Regions from separate parts of the Mus musculus genome. Here regions 1, 2, 3 and 5 are each linked to region 4. A link is a contact called in public Hi-C and promoter capture Hi-C data. All regions are on one chromosome and are shown on one strand. The core of a region is the stretch at or near the end of the contact, and the rest is flanking DNA. Distances in the headings are between cores, read along the strand shown.

Evidence for each region. Promoter capture Hi-C pulls out the DNA fragments that hold promoters and counts their contacts. A called contact is a pair of places that touch in the nucleus more often than the background predicts.
Region 1: a promoter capture Hi-C map of hippocampal neurons shows a contact between it and region 4, with 4 times the contacts expected there. The contact joins the promoter of Atmin here to the promoter of Mbtps1 in region 4. A contact is called at or near these places in 2 of 39 promoter capture datasets (cranial neural crest and hippocampal neurons).
Region 2: a promoter capture Hi-C map of pre-B cells shows a contact between it and region 4, with 2.2 times the contacts expected there. The contact joins the promoter of Slc7a5 here to the promoter of Mbtps1 in region 4. A contact is called at or near these places in 3 of 39 promoter capture datasets (embryonic stem cells, erythroid cells and pre-B cells).
Region 3: a contact with region 4 is called in a Hi-C map of muscle stem cells, with 8 times the contacts expected there. The contact joins the promoter of Map1lc3b here to the promoter of Mbtps1 in region 4. A contact is called at or near these places in 2 of 484 Hi-C or Micro-C datasets (CD4 T cells and muscle stem cells) and 1 of 9 other capture datasets (adipose tissue).
Region 5: a promoter capture Hi-C map of embryonic stem cells shows a contact between it and region 4, with 2.3 times the contacts expected there. The contact joins the promoter of Plcg2 here to the promoter of Mbtps1 in region 4.

Annotation. Positions count from the first base shown.
Region 1 is chr8:116,942,125-116,944,824 of GRCm38.p6, forward strand. It overlaps Atmin (ATM interactor), which reads left to right and starts at 1,269. Exons shown (of 4, transcript NM_177700.4): 1 at 1,269-1,626. The coding sequence starts at 1,303. It also overlaps a transcript of Cmc2 not described here.
Region 2 is chr8:121,906,295-121,909,090 of GRCm38.p6, forward strand. It overlaps Slc7a5 (solute carrier family 7 (cationic amino acid transporter, y+ system), member 5), which reads right to left and starts at 1,392. Exons shown (of 10, transcript NM_011404.3): 1 at 772-1,392. The coding sequence starts at 1,312. BC048644 (cDNA sequence BC048644) reads left to right here and starts at 1,539. Exons shown (of 2, transcript NR_167716.1): 1 at 1,539-1,719.
Region 3 is chr8:121,589,127-121,591,826 of GRCm38.p6, forward strand. It overlaps Map1lc3b (microtubule-associated protein 1 light chain 3 beta), which reads left to right and starts at 1,312. Exons shown (of 4, transcript NM_026160.5): 1 at 1,312-1,438. The coding sequence starts at 1,399.
Region 4 is chr8:119,557,434-119,560,133 of GRCm38.p6, forward strand. Mbtps1 (membrane-bound transcription factor peptidase, site 1) reads right to left here and starts at 1,328. Exons shown (of 23, transcript NM_001167910.1): 1 at 1,213-1,328.
Region 5 is chr8:117,496,878-117,499,577 of GRCm38.p6, forward strand. It overlaps Plcg2 (phospholipase C, gamma 2), which reads left to right and starts at 1,398. Exons shown (of 33, transcript NM_172285.2): 1 at 1,398-1,552.

The sequences.
Region 1 (2,700 bases), core at 19-2,518, 2.6 Mb before region 4:
GGTTTGATTTTATTTGTATGAGTGCTTTGTTTGCATCTGTGTATGTATACCACATTCGTGCCTGGGAACTGGAGTTATGGATGGTTGTAAACCACCATTTGGGTGCTTGGAATCAAACCTGTCTTGTGTAAGAACATTAAGTGCTCTTAACCACAGAGCCATCCCCCTAGCCCCACTAGCTCCCTTTGACCACTCTCCCGACCAGTCAGTCACATACAAAGAAGTCATTCTGCCCACAAGGTTCATGAGTGGCTGAATGGGAACTGCCGAAGCCCTTGCACTTGCTGGGGTATTTATTCTACTTCGTAACTCTCCCTGGTACAGTTGGCAGGAATCTGGACCTGGAATCTGAACAAGAAAGCCTAGCGTCATGCTGAACAATTCTCAAAAATGCCTGCTTCAGAATTCCTGGAGTCTGAGTATGTCCCCAAGGCAAAGGGACTCTGCAGTTGAGCCCATTGGCCCTGTGATACCCAGGTCCAATGTAGTAGGTGGCATGATGACGATAGATGTCGGTTATGAAATGTGACAGACTCAACTTCCCATTCCTGATTTTGGTGTAAAGGAAGGCCCATTGGCAAAGAAATGCAGGTGACCTCTAGACGCTGAAAAAGGCAAGATCCTTGGAAGAACAAGCCCAGCTGACACCTTGCTTTCAGCCGACTAGATCCACCTCAGACTCTTCCCTCTTCAGAGATAAGAGAGAATTAGTCTGTGGGGGCTGGGCTGTAGCTCAGCTGGCAGAGTACACGTCTAAGGCACTGGGTTCAATCTTTAACGCTACCACTAGGCTTAGTAAAACCCCAGGAGTATGGAGGTAGTGGTAAGAGAATAAGGAGTTCAAGGACTCCTTGATTATATGGGGATTCTGAGGCCAGGCGGGGCCTCAAAGAATAAGATAAGTTTGTTTTGTTTTGTTTTTAGTGTGCTACCGATCAAATCCAGGGCCTTAAGCATGCTAATCAAATAGTCTACAATATAAAATTTATTCCTAATAACAATAAATCAACGGTCAAAAAAAAAAGGTTAAACCTGAAAGCATCTCTTTCTCTTCTATCCAGCTGTTGCCTGAGCTCAGGTCCCTAGGAAGTAGAAAGTGTGGGTTCATGGAACCTATCCAATTCACCTGTTCTCCCAGCACATGGGACTTCAACCTCCAACACGCGCTCGCCGCGGCCGGCGGGCGGCGCTGCGGCCACCGACCGGCCGGATGCTAATGAGCCCGGAGGCCCCGCCCCCTGCCGGAAGTGGCTGCGGCGGGGGCGGGCACTGCGAGAGGGGCCTGGCGGCCGTGCGGGAGCCATGGCGGCCACGGAGGCGGCGGCGGCCGATTCTGCGGGTCCGGCCCCGGGTGTCCCGGCCACGCCGGCGAGCACGCGGGGAGCCGCCGCCGCCTCTAGCCCGTGGAGGCCGCCCGAGTCGCGACTGCAAGGCAGCCGGCCGAGACCGGCCAGGGCTCGGGCCGCGGCCCCGGTGCCACCGGCCCGGGAGCTGATCCAGCCGACTGTGAGCGAGCTGTCCCGGGCTGTGCGCACCAATATTCTGTGCACCGTGCGCGGCTGCGGCAAGATCCTGCCCAACAGCCCTGCGCTCAACATGCACCTCGTCAAGAGCCACCGACTGCAGGTGAGCGGGCCGCGGCGGGGACGCGGGCGCGGGGTGTGCGGGGTTTGCGCCGTGCCCTGCCACCTGCGCCCGACCGACCGAGCACGGCGAGAGCGCGGGGGAGCGCGCACAACGCACCGGGCAAGCAGCTTCTCGGTGGCGTGCCCACAACACCTCGGGGAGCCTGCCTGTTTACTCAGGTTCCAAGGATGAGCGACAGGTGATGTCGCCAAGGCACCCAGATGCAACCCCGCAGGCTTTCCGCCCCTCCCACGAAACTGCCGGTGGGTCCTACCTGGTCACTCAAAAGCGGCTGCGGGTTGGGTTGGACTCTGGGCACTTGAGCTGCAAGTTTCACGAGGCTGCTGAGATCAACTCTGCGCAGGAAGGAGAGGGGAGGGAGGTTTCTCCCGTGGATCTGTAAGGAGGAGGTTCACCGGTAGCTGGTATGACGGATGTCTGACCAAGACCTCTCCGTGTTACATAAATGGGGACGGTGGCTTTCAAACCCATGGTATACTCTGGAAGCTTGGGGGAGGAAATCAGATGTTAGGGCCCCCATGCCAGACCTGTTAAGTCACAGCTGCTCAGCTTTTACAGTAGAAAGCTTCCTTTCACCGTCAGATCTCAGTGCCCCCAGTGCTCCAACTGGAAAACGCAAGTCACTGAAAGCAGTTTTGTGCGCCTTTCCCCTGGTCAGATTTGAGTCATTACTTGGAGGGTTGCAGGATCTCTCTGACCTGCAGGTGAATTCACCGTGGGCATCCCCCACCCCCACCCCTGAGAACTCCCCAACTGTAACTTTTAGGTTTTACTCTGTAGTAAGGCCAATAAGTGTAGTAAGGCCAACAAAAGGCAACAGTGATGTCAGGGAAAGGTCAGTCAGGAAATGTCAGCAGGGGCAAGCTGAGGAAGTTCTGTGTAAAGGTTTGAGCCTCGTTCCAGAACACAACTCACTACAGGCTCCAACCTGAAGCTTCCTCTTTCATCCTAAATGTTAAATTCTCTCTTTCTCTCACCATGATTTAGGGGGGTGGAGAGTGAGTGTGCCTGTAATAATTCCATGGCCTAATCCCTCAGCTCCTTACAACTTGC
Region 2 (2,796 bases), core at 142-2,641, 2.3 Mb after region 4:
AACGATCATTTTCCCCCAGTCCTGAAAAATCACACAACTGTTTTTGAAAGCAGAAATCAATCCGTCTTGACCTATGCGTCCCATAAAGGCTACACTCAACAGCTGTTACCTGGCACATCTTGGGACCCCTCAAGCCCACCCACACAGACTGTCGTCTGTCTGCAGCCGAGTTTCTTTTAGTCCTTTACTGACAGGCAGGCTTTACACGATTCCGCTACTCATCTTAAACGAGCAAGCAGCCATCACTACCACACACAAATTTATTACTACTGTTTTCTTATGAGTCAGCCAGTTCACTGATTCCTGATAGGCCGGTTTTAAGAACATAAGTGATTTTTTTTTTTAAACTGCAATTTCCCTCTTAGCAACCAGTCAGCAACTGAAGCTGAAACAGGAAACTGGCATATCTGCCACTCCACGTGGTGCTTTGCTGAAGGCAGGGAGTGTATTGCTCTCACCCGGGACAGAGTAGATCTCTCGTACTTAGAATTCAGGTCGGGAAGCGGGATGCCTGCCGCGGGGTCAGAGCCGCGACCCACTGAGGTCTCGCGAGGGCTGTCCCGAAAGCATAGACACTATGAATGGATTAAAGAAACGCACGTGGGTTCTGGGGCCTGTGACTTTAGCCTGGAACTGCCGAGATGGTTCAGGGATGGACAGATGGAGGGATACTGGGATGGGTGTTGCCGAGCTGTAAACGCAGGAACCTTGGCTCGCGCCCACCCGGCCCCGCCCCAGCCCGGCCCCACCCCAGCCCGGACCCCTACTTACGCACGCAGAGGCAGGCCACGAGCTTGGCAGCTTCCTCGGGCACCGGACAAGTGGGGAAGACCGGCTTGAGCAAGTAGGTGGCGAAGACCAGCGCCACGATGTACTGCGAGGAGGGCCGAATGATGAGCAGCTCGATCCAGAGCTTGAGGAAGGCGGGCAACGAGCCGTAGACCTCCAGCATGTAGGCGTAGTCGCCGCCTGACTTGGAGATGGTGGTGCCCAGCTCCGCGTAGCAGAGTGCGCCCACGATGGAGAAGACGCCGCACACAGCCCACACCACGAGCGACAGTCCGGGCGACCCCGCTTCCTTGAGCACGCCGGTGGGCGTCACGAAGATGCCAGAGCCGATGATGGTGCCCACGATGATGGCCACACCGTTGAGCAGCGTGATATTGCGCTGCAGGGTCACGCCTTCGCCCTCGGGGTCCGCGCCGTCCCCGCGCCGCGCCTCCAACATCTTCTCCCGCGCCTGCCGCTCCTCCTCCGCCGCCGCCGCCGCCGGGGTCGCAACCGCGCGCCTCTTGGCGCCCGCGACCGCCATGCTCTCGGCGTTCCCGGCTCGGCCTGGATACCCGGCGTGCGCGCGGCCGAGCCGCTCTCCGCGTACTGAGAAGTGCGTCTGCGTCCGCCCCGCCCGCGCGGCCTTTTATCTCTACCGTTACCCGCCCTCCAGGCTCCGCCCATCGCCGCTGCTGTTGGTTCAGCTCGCAAAGGCCCCCGCCCCCTCAGCCCGCGCGACCCCGCCTCCTTCGCGGGCCCCCGCCCCCAAGTCTGTTAGAGCACGTGGAGCGTTAAGATCCTGAAACTGAGGACTACTGATGTGTTTAACGCGGCGTGACTACTGATGGGTTTATCGCGGCGTGTTTCACAAGATCCGAATGTTGTACGCGGGTGGAGAGTCGACTCACACCTCCTCACAAGTCCTGTGCAGGATGTCAGGGCCGATTGGTAAGGGCGTGCTTCTTCTCCCGCCCCAGGCGGCGCAGAGGACTTGTCAAGGGAGAAAGCACCGGAAGGGGGGTGGCTCAGTGTATAGTCCCAACACCTGCCCGGAATCCTGGCCCTGCCTCGCGGGTGTTTATCTCCGCTTCCTCCAGTGTGCATATCCTGTGCGTCTGGGAGATGAAGGATAAATATCTTATCTAGGATAAGTGGGGGTGGGTTGTGGGGTGAGGCACCCCTATAGTCCAACTTGGTCCAGAGGAAACGAGTCTGAGGGCGAAATGATCCGTCAGCTCTGGAGGAAACGGAAGAATAGACCAGAATGGTAGCCAGCTTACTCCTGGACTTAGATATCCATCTGGTCCCAAGGAGGGTCTTGACAAAAGCTCGATTAGTGGTACACCCAATCTGGAGAAGCAAGTTTTAGAAGGGAACCAACCCAATCTACTGTAGGGTGAAAGGGCTTTAGGTTGTCATTCTTAGGAAATCTTAGGTAAGAGGGTTTTTGAGATAATGTGGTCACACATCTGGAAGGTTCAGCATCCCAGGCCTGGTGCCATCATCGTGGGCACCATTATCAGCTCTGGCATCTTCGTGACGCCCACCGGTGAGCTCAAGGAAGTGGGTTCAAGCCCTCGTGGTATGGGCTGTGTAATTTGAGCTGATGGTACGCTTGGAAAATTTCATTGGTCAAGATAAGTCCAGGAGCCCCAAGACCCCCTCCTTTTCACCAGCTGTTCCATTTTCTGTCCAAAGGAGTCCCCAGGAAAACTCACAGACAAGCAGAAGGGAAGGTGGGGGGGGGGGCTTAATTTAAGAACCTTCAGACTTGTAAGGATACAGAGCCCTGTATGCTCTGCTAAACTGTCCAGTCTGCCAAGCCTTCCCCACTGCTGAGGCATGACCAATGAAGAAATTCAAACTTCTCCCCATCTTTGGATCTACTGCTGCAGCCAAGAATGCCAGAGCTGCCCCTTGGAAGCCCATGTCGGGGAGGTGTTCAGCCAAAGACTCCAAGGGTCACTGGAGCTACCTCCCCCAACCCCCAGTATGTCAGCCATTCACAAGCAATGACAAGCTGGT
Region 3 (2,700 bases), core at 62-2,561, 2.0 Mb after region 4:
AAGGAAAGTAACCAGCCCTCAGGATTTCACTCCATAATGTGTTTTCAGCTTTTCCCGGTCACAGAGATGTAGAAGATCCCTTGGACAAACAGCACTTGAAGAAGGTTATTTCCATTTAAAGGAGGAAGTCTGGGCTGTAGGGATAGTACAGTGTCAGGTGGTAGGTCTGCAGGGTCACAAGGCTGGCTCAGATGTGGCATCACTGGGGGTGGGATGGGGGTGAGGTGGCTGCTCCACACTCTAGACCTGTCTGTCACCTGCTCCTACAAACTGAAGATAGGAAGTAGCTTGAGGCCCAGAGAAAGTGCTAAACCGTGGCTGACTGACCATTGGCCTGGCCTGAGGAGACTGAAACCTGTCCTAGCCTGTAATCAGGCCCAGGCTCAGCAGGAGTCAAAGTGAGGACATGCCTGTGATAAAGCCACCCTGGGGTCACCTGAGGTAGAAGGATCTGTCTGAGAAGGGACAGCTGAGATAAAGCTCTTGGGACAGAACTGTGCTCTGTGGCTTTCCAAGGTGGATCCTGTCGGGATCAGGCCTCTGCTGCAGTTCCTGGACACAGTCTGATTGCTCACCAACCAAAAAAATCTAAAAAAACAAAAAACGTGATAGGTGGTAGTAAGGAAATGAGGGCACACATGGGCTAGCACCCTGGAAAGATAGGTGAGCCATGCCCCTCAAATTCCATGCTCAGCAAGCTCAGACACATAAAAGGGCTTTTATGGGAAGAGAGAGTGGACAGGTTGCACAGCAGGTGTTGTCATCGTCTTTCTTTTTGCTGGAACAAGTCATTGATCTTGCCCTCCAGTGACAAGTCTGTAGTCCCTAAGACCTTGCTTCTCTGCGACTTCGACTTAGGAGTAAATACTTGTGTTTATGGCAGCACAAGACTCGCAGGGGAAGAGCCACAAGATCAGATCCAACCATAAGTCTCCAGACGTCTCCATAATCGTAAAGATTTAGCAGGCAAGACCACAAGTCAGTTTTTTGTTATTTGGGTTGGGGGTGGGTAGAATTTAGGAATATCAAATACAGCGGCAAGGGAGCGGACATTGGACCACCAGCTGGATCATGCAAGGACTGAAGGGGAATGAAGTCTGCAGGACTCCATCGCACCAGCGCCCGACCCACGCAGACAGTTAACAGATGCTCGCCCAGCGTGTGCCCAGCGAGCGCCCAGCGTAGCTGGCGTAGGCGCAGGCGCATGGCTTGGGCGCGTGCACGCTTGCGCGCCGCCGAGCTTCCGCCACGCCTGTCATGGCCGCTCTCGGGGGCCGCCCTCGGCCCCACCCTCGGTGACGCGCCGCGAGTCACCTGACTCGGCTGCGGACTGAGACACACACAAGGGAAGTGATCGTCGCCGGAGTCAGATCGTCTGGCTCGGGACCCCCGCGCGCCATGCCGTCCGAGAAGACCTTCAAGCAGCGCCGGAGCTTTGGTGAGCCCCGCGGGCCCGGGGATGGGAGATCCGGGTGCCGGGAGCGCTGAATGCCCGGACGCCGGTGGTGTCTTGCGGGGCCGAGACCCGGCGGGGCCCGGAGCGACGCAGCCAGTGGGATATTGGTCTCGGGGGGGTTCGGTCTCCGGGGTAGCTCGGGTGCTCAGCGTCGCCTTGGCCGTCGGTCGCCGATGGGCTCGGCGTCCCCTGCGGGACTGGAGGCCCGACCCCGGTGGCGTAGGGTACCGCAGGCTCTGCGCGCTTGGCTGTGTCCTTCGTGGGCCCCAGGTCCGGGCGCCCCGCAAGCCTCGGAGCAGCACCCAGCCGCCTTTGCACCCGAAGTCGTCTTGGGCATATGTGTGTGTGTGGAGGGGGGGGTGGCCTTTGTCTCATAACGGAAACTTAACAGCTGTTTTGTTTTGTTTGCTTGTACTGATCTTAAGTTATTCTGGAACAGCCCTCAAGAAAGGAGTGTGGGTTGGGGAAAATGAGCCGTGCACAAACATTAGCTCTGACGCGGGTCCCCAGAGTGGCCGGGGGTAATCTCTCCGAAGCTCCATCTGGCTTGCGATTGTTTTTCTCTAGATTGCCTTCCCTCTCTCCCTAACCCAGCTATTCTGAAGAAAGCGCGGGCATCCGATTGCTGCGGCTTTCCTTTGCTTTTTGACTTTATTGGACCTAAACTGGTGGGCACTGACAGTTGAGAGGTTCCCCACACAGATGTTCAAAGCGGCCCCTTTGAGGAGGCCAGGACCGGTCTTGCTCCTTTCCAGTGAGTTTGGAGGGATTTAGGTTGGAGCTCTAGAGTTTCCACTATCCAGACTGCGGGAATGTTTACAAGGTGGATGGATTTAGGTAGGGCTCACCCCAAACCGACCCTTTGTAGCTGAAGCACCTGGGTGGGGCTTAGGGCGGTGAAGCTCAGGGTCCGCCTAGTGGCAGAGTCCCATTAGCTTTCTGTTATAAATTCTTACACTTCCAGTAAGCAGCGATCATCCCCAGTGCTGTAAGGAAGGAGACTGGCAGCCAGGAGGCCCGTGTAGGCTTGCAGATTCTTAGAAGGACGCGCCCAATTTCCCAAGTTTAGAACTGATCACGTGATTTCAGGCTTCTCAAGTGGTTCCACTGAGTTTTTCTGGGGTGATCCAGTGTTTGCTTCCCCACCCCCAAAACGGTCCTAAACTCCAGGTTACTGGGTGTGTATCCGCAGGAAAGCTTGTTTGCTCAGCCTAAATAAATAGCCCCGGGGAGAATTCCCATCC
Region 4 (2,700 bases), core at 78-2,577:
GAACAAGATCTGACCAGAAAACATGCTCCTTCATTCCCGAGGGGCGAGGGGGAGGCCTGCCAACACCGCATCACTTTTTAGATAGTAACAGCAAATTGTTGGTTATAAGGGGTGTTTAGAGACTGCAGGAGAGTCCTAATGAGCAAAAGTGCAGGTTCCAGTAGCCACTTCACCCTTACACTCAAAACAAAAACAAAAACCAAAAAGTCCACAAAAAATTAGCTCTGTGGCCAAATGTGTCACATACTGCAAGATAAGACCTTGGCAAAAGGTATTCCACATGAATAGGGGTAACTGTGGGCTATTAAACAACGGACTATCATTCAGCCGTAAAAGATGAAATACTGACTTACGCTACAACCATAAAAAAAGGTACTGGTTTATGCAACAACATAGATGAATTCTGGAAACAAGACACCAAAGGCCACATGCGACTCTTGACCCACTATTCCCAAAAAGCAAACCTAAGGAGACAGGTCCATCGGTGACTAAAATAGCAGACTAAAAATCGGTTCTAACCACAGCAGGGTACCGGGAGTCTGGGGAGTGGTTCTCAAAGCGGGCTGTGGTGCCGACTGAACTGCTCCGCAAGATGACACAAAGTCACAGGGCGGGACCACTTAATACAAGTGACCCTGTGATACATAGGACACTTTATAGAAATCACGGTCTTGCGTTTAAAAAATAACGGTAAGTGGTGTGGCGCTGTACGTCTTTAATCCCAGCGCCAGGCAGAGACGTGAGGATCAGGAGTTCAAAGCCAGCTTGAGCTACTCAGACCTTGTCTTAAATATTAACTTTTTCCCCCCCCGACTAGTTTTGCAGATTTTTATGCTTTTCTCTGTCCGGCTTTTTCATTCGCCTCCAAACCTAGGGGTTGCTAGCGAGGCTGATCCCAGAATGAAATCTTCAAGTGCTCCTCCCGTCCCTTCAAAGCGCCACTCAAAAACACCTACAGCAAATGCGAGTCCGAGCCGCGATGTGCACTGAGCTGCAGCTCGGTTCCCCGGGGCTCGCGACCGCAGGGCCCTGCGGAGGCGAACGGCGCTTGCGCACCGCGGCGCGCAGGCGCAGGCCAGGCCGCCGCAGCCGCCGCCGCCGCTCCGGGCCAATTTCTGGGGAAGCAGCTGCGGTAGCCGGCGGCCCCCGCGCGGGCAGCGGACGGCTGAGCCTAGGGCGCGTCCGGCTCTCGGCCGCCGCCGGCAAACGTACCTGCGTCCGCCTCAGGCTCGGGGTCGGCGGACCCGGGAGAACGGCGGCTCCGCCGCGAACACGCCTCGGGTCTCCATTCGGGGGATGTTTACTCGCAAGTCTCGCGAGACCACGCCGCTGGGGCGTGGGGGGGTTACGACGGCCCGGCGTGCTCTGCGCGCCCGCGACCTGCGTGCGCGCTCCTGACGGCCCGGCACCGAGGCGAGAGGCTGTGCGGAGCTCTCGCGACATTTGCGGTCTTGGGGGAGGGGTCGGGAAGGGGCGGAGCCGAGGGCGAGGCCAAATCGCCCTCTCTGGGTATATATAGGGAACCCTGGTGGTTTAGGTTTCTCCAGGTTTCCTGGCCTGGAAACTCAGGAAGGGTGCGAGCACCTTTGCGCGGCTGAAGTGGGACGGCGCCTATCCAATCTATGTGTTCTCCTGAACTACTCCCATGGCCCCAGTTTATTACTGCTGCCAGGAGGGTGCATCAGCATCTTGAGAAACAGGACGTTTGTAACACCAACTATTTACCATTTGGAACAAACAGGATCAAGGTGAATTTCGTCTGGTAAAACGCACTTGAGCAATTTAGCCACCTGTAGAACGGGCCCATTCTCAGCCTTAGTACTGAGCTGGATCGATCACTCTTGGCCCTGGCACAACCTAAGTGTGCTCGGGGACTGTGACTGAAGCAAACAGGATGGAGGAGACAAACCCTGAGTCCTAGGCTCATAAGCTCACCTTGGCTGCCAAACCTGGTATGGAAACTGGGTTTTGCATTGGGACCTCCAGCCGAGCAAACTCAAGAAAAGGGGATCCGGACCCAGGATTTAGGTCAGGGTATGGAGGGGACCTTGTGCAGCACTCTTGTGTTTTCCCTCAGGTGTTCAGTCAGAAGAGTGCATGTAAGAGGGGACAGTACTCTTGTATAGGAGCCAAGTTTCCATCCCAGAACCTGCTCACTGTAACTTCAGCTTCGGAGGGATCAGGTTTTTGGCCTCTGAGGGCACCTGCACGCCTATACATAATCCTACACAGACATACAAACGAGATTTTAAAAGGGCGGTTCTGAGACAGTAGCCCCACACATTGAAAAGGATAGACCGCATTTATTCCCAGGTTCCAGAATCCTATGGATAACCCATCATTCCGGAAACTCGCTGTGGCAACCCCATTGCCTGCCCACTCTCTGCCCTGAGACTTGAATCTTGCTCTTGGCCTGATGTCTCCCTGCTGATTCGCCACACTCTCCCCAAGGTCTTCTGTCCTTCAGATGCCTGAAGCCCAGTAATTAGAAGACCCTTGCTGGCTCAGGAGAAGCTGGGAGCAATAAGTTGATGTCATAAAGGACCCATTAAGCCTGCATACAGTAGACTTTAGCTAAAGGAGTGCTCAGAGCTGAGTAGTGGACTAACCAGACTGTAGGAAAGAGATGGCTTTACCACAAATGTAATTAAAGTTTTGGTTTTCTGGGTTTCTGTTAAGATCACCACTGATTAGGGACAG
Region 5 (2,700 bases), core at 148-2,647, 2.1 Mb before region 4:
TGCGGGGGTGGGATGAGGTGGGGGGACACAATGTAAAAGGGAACAGTGGCAAAACCTGTAAACTGAGCCCCGGGGAGTTAGAGGCAGGAGGATCAGAAGGTTGGTCCCTGCTAGAAGATTGAGGTAGCCTGGGCTACATAAAACCAAGTCTTTTTGTTTGTTTGTTTGTTTGCTTGCTTGTTTATTTATTTATTTATCCTTCAAAACAGAATTTCTCTGTGTGGCTCTGGCTGTCTTGGAAGTCCTTCTGTAGACCAGGTTGGCCTCAAACTCAAGAGATTCACCTGCCTCTGCCTCTTGAGTGCTAGGATTAAAGGCACCCAGAAGAAACCAAGTCTCTCTCTCTCTCTCTCTCTCTCTCTCTCTCTCTCTCTCTCTCTCTCTCTCTCTTTCTTTGGACAGGGTTTCTCTGTGTGGCTTTGGCTGCCCTGGAATTCTCCTTGTAGACCAGGCTGGCCTCAAATTCACAGAGATCTGCCTACCTGGGCCTCCTAAGTGCTGGGATTACCAGCCTGAAATCAAATCAAATCATCAAATCTTAAATCTCTCTCTCTCTCTCTCTCTCTCTCTCTCTCTCTCTCTCTCTCTCTCTCTCTGTCAGAATGGAGAGGTGGTTTAGCAGTTGAGAGCACATATTGCGCCTACAGAGACTGGAGTTCAGCTCCCAGCAACCCACATAGCCACAACAGCCTGTGACTCCAGCTTCAGAGAATCCTATGAGCTCTAGCCTCCCTGATCCCCTGTATTCACAGAAATGGATTCACATAAACACACACATATACACATAATTTAAAAATAATATTAAAAAAATTTTTTTGGACACAGATCTCACTGTATAGCCCTAGCTGGCCTTGAACTAATTCAGAGATGTAATTTTGTCATTCTGCCTTCCTAGTTATGGGATTAAAGGTATGGACCGTTAAGCGGAAAAATACATTTTTTTTTCCCCAGAAAAAAAAGCAACGAGTTTTAAAGAACACAGTCTTCCAATTTAAAAGCCAAGATTTCAGTTCTCTAGTGCCCAGTTACTCTTTGAAACAAACTTTTGAGCCTGGCACTGTTTTGCAGAGATGGAAACTGAGGCTGCGGCATTTAAGATAGGAAACAATGTACTACTAAATTCAGCTCTGTCAACCCCGAGTGGGTGAAGATAATCAATGCATGCATGGTATCTGTATGCAGTAGGCGCCCCATAAACTCTGATATTCTTGGGAAATTTCTGTTCTCTTGGCTAAGCGATCGCGGCCAGGCAGGTGGTACTGGGGCTGCCTCAGTTTCCCCCTGGTCGGGCAAGGCATGACTCTTTTAGGATGCTCTGGCGGGTCGGGACCCGCCTTGAGACAGGGCGGCGCGTTAAGGGGGGCGGCCCCGAGGAGTCACGTGGCGCGGCCGCCTCCAAAGCAGAAGTAAGGAGCGCCGCTGAGCAAGACCTGCGCTGCCGGACTGCCCGGGCCCCAGGCGGCTGCTGCACGAGGGACCCCCGAGTCCCCCCAACCCGTGGCTGGCAGGCCCAGGGATTGTGCGGGTGGCTGCGCTCCGGGGGTACCGCCAGGTGAGTAGCCAGGATGGATGGAGCTCCCCGGGGACTTGCGCGTGTGCGGGGACCCTAGAGCTGGCACCGCGTTGGGTGGGGACTGCGCCGGAGCCCAAGAGGGCGCGGGCAGGGCTGGGGTGCGCGATCCGGGCAGGTGGCCGGGTGTGCCCTGGGGAACCCTTGCTTAGGGACAGCCGGGCCCGGCCCAGCCGCCGGCCACTTCCTCTCCTGGGGCTGGCGCCACCTCTCCAGGGTGAGCAGTGGCCAACTAGGGTTTGAATGAGAGACGCGGCTCCGGGTGCTGGGGTGGCCGAAGCGTCTACCTCGCCACCGAGAGTCCTACGCGGGAGCCGCGTCCCTGCTTGCGGGGACTTGATTTTGAACAGTACTTCCCAGTAGTACACAGGTGGCTCCGGGGTGGGGCGGAGCAGCTCTTTCTCCACACGCGATTCTGGGACCCGCCCCTCCCGCAATTCAGTTCAGTTTGGGGATCTCAAAGAGGTCATTTGCCTCGCGGGGAGCCAGAATTCGAAGGGAAGGTGGGTTGTATCCGGACCTAGGAGGTTGATACCTGGAAAGTCAGGAGCAGGCCCTGTCCGTACCCTGATCTCGAACTGTTGAGAGAGAGGCTGGCAGGGCGAGGGGCCGACACGCCCTGGAAACAGGTGGCTTTCTCTCTGAGACCTAAATTTGAATTTCAGTTCCATTTATGTGACACAGCACACAGAGAGGAGCCCCCCCACCCCCACCCCCCGAGTCCAGGTTTCTCTCTTGGGTCCCGTACTAGACCAGAGCCTGTTTTCCGGGGCATCAAAGAGACTCCCTGCAGTTCCTGACCCTGGTGGCAAAGGCCCTTCCTGGTGGGCACAGGTCATGGCCCCTGCTCTTTGCTTCTGCGGGACACTTACAGGATGTTGGGGTCGGGACTAGCCCTAGGCTGTTACCCATTTTGCACGGTTGTGGGCAGCAGTGTAGCAGTCCCAGGGGATTTTGGCTGTGGATTTTTATTGATGCTTAAAATTACTCGGTGCTTGGCCTCCCAGGCAAGGCGGCGTGTGTGGGGTACTCTGAAGGAGCCCCAGCGGGGACCCTTTTGCACCTCCTGGGCGAAGTTGGTGGGAAGTTACTGGTGGGAAAACTTCTGCAAATAATTAATTTCGAAAATA